2 separate regions of the Ovis aries genome follow, and region 2 is linked to region 1. A link is a contact called in public Hi-C data. All regions are on one chromosome and are shown on one strand. The core of a region is the stretch at or near the end of the contact, and the rest is flanking DNA. Distances in the headings are between cores, read along the strand shown. Region 1 holds the start of CENPS (centromere protein S). Region 2 holds the start of LZIC (leucine zipper and CTNNBIP1 domain containing).

The links. A called contact is a pair of places that touch in the nucleus more often than the background predicts.
Region 2: a contact with region 1 is called in a Hi-C map of skin fibroblasts, with 5 times the contacts expected there. The contact joins the promoter of LZIC here to the promoter of CENPS in region 1. A contact is called at or near these places in 2 of 16 Hi-C or Micro-C datasets (skin fibroblasts and tail adipose tissue).

The regions. Positions count from the first base shown.
Region 1 is chr12:42,405,120-42,407,709 of ARS-UI_Ramb_v3.0, reverse strand. It overlaps CENPS (centromere protein S), which reads left to right and starts at 1,292. Exons shown (of 4, transcript XM_060396498.1): 1 at 1,292-1,420. The coding sequence starts at 1,367.
Region 2 is chr12:42,862,518-42,865,107 of ARS-UI_Ramb_v3.0, reverse strand. It overlaps LZIC (leucine zipper and CTNNBIP1 domain containing), which reads right to left and starts at 1,286. Exons shown (of 8, transcript XM_042257272.2): 1 at 1,235-1,286; 2 at 541-699. It overlaps NMNAT1 (nicotinamide nucleotide adenylyltransferase 1), which reads left to right. Exons shown (of 7, transcript XM_015099223.4): 2 at 893-1,058; 3 at 2,188-2,316.

The DNA.
Region 1 (2,590 bases), core at 43-2,542:
GAGTCAAACAAGTCTGCTGCTGCTGCTAAGTCACTTCAGTCGTGTCTGACTCTGTCTTTAGTTCCCCAGAGATGGCAGCCCACCAGGCTCCCCCGTCCCTGGGATTCTCCAGGCAAGAACACTGGAGTGGGTTGCCATTTCCTTCTCCAATGCATCATAGTCTAGTTTGTAACAAATGCTGAGTTCAGCTTCTTCATATTGGTTGCTTGAAATCTGGCAATAGTGGGAGTATTTACACCAAAAAACCCTGCAAATCAGGGTTTAATTCCTTGTTGACTGCTTACGGAAGGGGGGGGGGGAGGTGGATGTTAATAATGCATATTGAACTTGAATGTGCATGGTGTCTGTACCCTTTGTAGCATGAATAGCATAAGTTGAGGAAATATTCTTCCAGTACTTGACACTATTATTCAGTTCAGTAGAGAAGTTTCTTCCTCACATCATCCAAAAATGAGTGAAACTTAAAGAGTGAAGCTGGGAAGGAGGAAAACTTTCTTCAGTTGAAGAAAGTTTGGAAGCAGTGCAAATCTGTTAGGTTTCGCTATTTTTCACTTCTCTTTTTTTTAAAGTCTTCACTGAATTTATTATAGGGCTTCCCTGATAGCTCAGTTGGTAAAAATAGTGCTTCTGTTTTCTCTTTTTGCCACAAGGCATGTGGGATCTTAGCTCCTGTCCCCGGGATTGAACTCCACTGGATGGACCACCAGGGAAGTCCCTTATTTCCGTTTTTTTTTTAAATTCATGGCCGCCTGGCATGTGGGTTCTTAGTTCCCACACCAGGGATTAAATCGGCACCCCCTGCAGTGGAAGTGAGGAATCTTAGCCATTGGACCGCCAGGGAGTCCTGGTAAGTCCCTTAATTCTTAACATAAAGGAAAATCAGCTAACACTTGGGTCAAAACTATATTCCTTTGGCAACGGCAATGGGGTGAGAAACTTTTCGCTGAAGGGGATAGAAATCAAACATTTATCAGTGATCTGACTTTGTGACACTATAGAATTATAAAAAACTCACACTAGATTTAGCAAGGCATATCGAGGTTGCAGTCGCATGGAATTTACAATCGACTTGCGAACCCTTGTCCCTACACACATTGTTTCTGAGAACTGGTGTTGACAACTGTGCGGGACGCAGAGTTGGGCCTGAGGTCTCCGGGGAGCTTGGCTGGGGCCAGGCAGGCGCAGGCGCGCTGTGAGGCCCCCTTCCCAGAGTCGCCGCCAGGGGGCGGGCGAGGCAGCCGGCAGCTTCGCGCTTTGGCCCCCAGCGCGGCCCGTCGCCCGGCGCCGCGGCGGGAAAATCCGACCAGGTCTCCCAGGCGGCCGCGTCTTTCTGTCCTGGCGCGCCTGCCAGGATTCGCCCGTGGTGATGACGGAGGAGGAGGAGTGGTCCGAGGAGCAGCAAAGCTTCTCTTACCGACAGGTACAGGAGAACGGGGTCCTGGCGGGGCTGGGGAAGGACGGCGTCGAGATTCTGCGGGGAAAAAGGCGCCGCCTCAGCCCAGCCGCGTCTTCGTACCGAGGCCCCAGGTCGGAAGTCGAGCTCGGCCGCCTCCGGCCTCTGGCGCCTGCGCATGAGCCGACCCGGCTGCCGCGGGGGGTGCTGGGAGACGGTTTCCTTGGTTTGGCGGGTCGGGGCTTGGGGTGGCTGAGTGAGAGGGAAGATTCGGGGAAGATACCTGCCGTGCACCGGGAGTCCGGCGGCGGAGGCCCCTCTGGCTTTGTGACAGGCTCAGTCTCCTCGGACAGGGTTGTTCTGAGGCACGCGGCACGAGCTCTAAAAATGTTGGCTCCTCGAATCGGTGCGTCCATCCTGCGGGGGAGGAGACGGCCTCGGAACCTGTTGCAAACTCGGCCCTCCGGCTCCGGAACCCATCGGATGTGGGTTCAAATCTCGACTCCGCACAGTGTTGTGTTGACTCTCCCCGAACTCATTTTCCTGGATGGAAAAATCAGGGTGATAATAACCAGCTCTCGGCGTAGTTGCTGGTATTCAGTCCTTCACTTAGCACCGCGAATAAATACCGTGTGGGAGAGTCGTGAGAAAAACCAAGAATCTCAGAGGCTTAACCGAAGAGAATTGAGAATGAGGTCAGGAAAGGGGCGCTTCCTAAATTTCAGAAGCTGTTTACCCACCGTCTCCCTTTATTTTGAAGTTCGAGCCTTCAGAAAAGGTTGCAAATTAGCGCATTCATCACCCATGTGCCCCTCACCTCGAGTAACCAGTTAACATTTTGCTGTATTTGCTCCCTTCTTTTCTCGAAATTATTTGAGAATTAAATACACTTGATGCTTCACCTTTAAATTTTAATGCTTTAACATGCTTCTTCCAAGGTCATAATATCTGATCACATTCAAGAAACTTAATAATTGATAAAATCCTTTATCTAATATAAATCCATATTCCGTTTTCCCCAGTTGTCCCAAAGATATTCTTTCATGGTCTTTTTTTCTTCACCCAGGATCCAGTTGGGGATCATGCATTGTGTCTAGTCCTGGCTTTGGTCTCTCCTGGAACGGTTCTCCACCTCCTTTGGGTTTCATGACATTGGTGGTTTCGAAGAGTTCATTCATGGCAAAGATGTGGGAGATA
Region 2 (2,590 bases), core at 37-2,536, 460 kb before region 1:
CTTTATCCACTGCATTCTACATCTTAGTCTCTATTAAGCACTATATCTGATGAATTATATGTGATTTCATTATAGCTTGTGGTTTGTCTTCCTCTCCAGACTGTAAACTGCGAGCAGAAAATTGAGTCTGAATCCTTTCTTAGAGTCTTCAGCACTTAATACAAACCAGATAGTCAATAACTGAATGAACTGTATAAAGGCACTAAGTGAAAGGAAAGTGAAGTCGCTCAGTCGTGTCCGACTCTTTGCGACCCCATGGACTGTAGCCTGCCAGGCTCCTTTGTCCATGGGATTTTCCAGGCAATAGTACTGGAGTGGATTGCCATTTCCTTCTCCAGGTAAGGGTATTTTAAAACAATTTCAGGGAAGATAGAAACTCTTTAAAAACCCTACCCTGATGCTACATTATTTGAGATTTAGCTCAGAAAGATTAACTCGCGGGCACCACCTAGTATCCAATAAAGGTGGTGCACCTTTTACCAAAACTACAGAATACTCTCAAAAATTAATCTGGAGACGAAGTTACTCATTCACGCTCACCTGTCTCTTAGTACTCTTAACTCTGCTCAGTGCTGACCGGTCTCAATTGGCATAAACCTCCAATTCTTGAAGTTCCAAGCGTCTTAAACTTGAGGAAAGCGAAACTTCTCATCAGGACTAAACAGGCTCAGAGTTCAAACCACCTAGGGGTGGAGTTGTCTGGGAAAAAGGAAACGATTAACGAGTGGTTTTATTTACTATATATAAACGTGGCCTAAAGCAGTCCCGAAAATTCCACTTAGGCAGCCAGAGAATATAACAAAACCTCTCTTTCGAGGAAGACTTCAAATGGGCGGTAGGGGGTTGGAGGAAGGGGGAGAAACCCATTTTCTCTCGACTGTGTCTCCGACAGTCGTTCTCAGGTTTTTCTGAAGTCAAGAGGGGTGACAAAGGAGAACCCCGCACCCGGACCTGCCTTGAGGGAAGCTGTCCAACCCAGAAGCACGGAAACAGTCAAGGTGGAGCGCACAAGTTTTCCTGCCTGGAAATGAGCAGCGGACCTCAAGCATTCGGACGCGGTAAGGAAGCAGCTCCGGTCACAGCCCCAAATCCCACTTCCCACCGGAGAACTTGAAGCTCCCACATTTGGGCCCTGCGGCGGCGGGCTCGACTAGGCCCGGCTGCCACCAGAGGTCGCCGGGAATCCGCTGTCCCCAAAACTCTTCCGCTCGTCCCAGACCAGAAATCAAACTACCTCCTCAGGGCTCTCGAGGTCCCCTCTCCACCTCCGCCTACCCGAAGGTTCCAGAGTTAGGAGCCAGGGGCCCCGCCTACCTGAGCTCGGCGGAAGCTTGCCGGAGAAGCACTTCACTCAGACGCACGCACATCCGGTTTCCCGGAGCCAATGTGGGTGCGGCCGTGGGTGTTACCCTCATTTGTGTTCGGGCTGCGGAGCGTCTCCCGGAGGATTCGGGCCGCTCTGCCCTGAAAACGTGGTGAGGCCGTGGTGAAGCCGTGGTAAGTCCCCACACCTAGCTGTTGAGAATCTGTCTCTGGCCGAGGCAGCCCAGGATTCCTTTTTAAAGCCGCCAACATAGACGAGTCCAAGATGTTAGGCTCTTTGAGGGTCAAATACAACTGTCCCTGAAGCGAGATCACATTCAACTTTGGGACAAGGAGTCTTGCCCCTTCATTTTTTCAGCTTCTCTCCGTGGAACCAAAACCCTTGGTAAATTTCCCTTTGGCCTTTGGAACAGGTGACTTAACTCTGAAAAAAAAACTAAATTCTTTCCTAGAAGCTTCTTGGGCTTGGTGGAAGCGAGGTGGAAGCGAGGTGGAAGCTTGGGCGCTTCTCTTTTTTCTGAACTGCTTCTTTCCAAATCTGTAAAAGACCAGATCCACCTTCCTGGTAGCGGTTTGATACTCACTCTTTTTGAGAAGACTATTAGCTGTTGGCACCATTCTTAAAAGTTACTCAGAAATTAAGTGAAAACCGTCTTCAGATGTTCGCAGCCCATATCCTTGAAGTTATTAGTCCACAGGACAACATCAAGGTTTACGGAGAAATTGTTTCTCCGGTTTTGTCTTTAAAAATAATTGTTTCTATCACTCAGGATAAACTTCCAAGATTACCATAGAACTCCACCAAAATGAATTATCTGTCCGATCATAGAATTTCTTGCTTATCACAGTAAGTTGTCTTTTCAGGGTTACAGTTTGTATGTGAAACCACTGTTCCAAGTTCAACTTACGAAAGACTGTTGACACACAAGTTGGAATGGTTCCAATAGCCTACTTTGCAAAACGCTTTGGATTCACAGAACTTCCGTTGTAAAAGTAAGTAAGTGTTATATTAATAAAATTAGCTCTAATTTTTGATATGTGAATATGGGTGGAAGTGTCAACGTTTGGGAATGATATGGATCTCCCAGTGGCAAATAATTAGGGTCAGTGCCACAGAAAACAAAATTGGGGAATATACGCCTTTTATCTTTTGACGATGTTGCTGAATAAACATCTCCCTGTGTTTGTACCCTAATTTTGATGATGATAATAAGATGTTCTATTTAGGCATTTGTGTTGGTTTTAGTGTGTGTAATTTTAGAAGCAG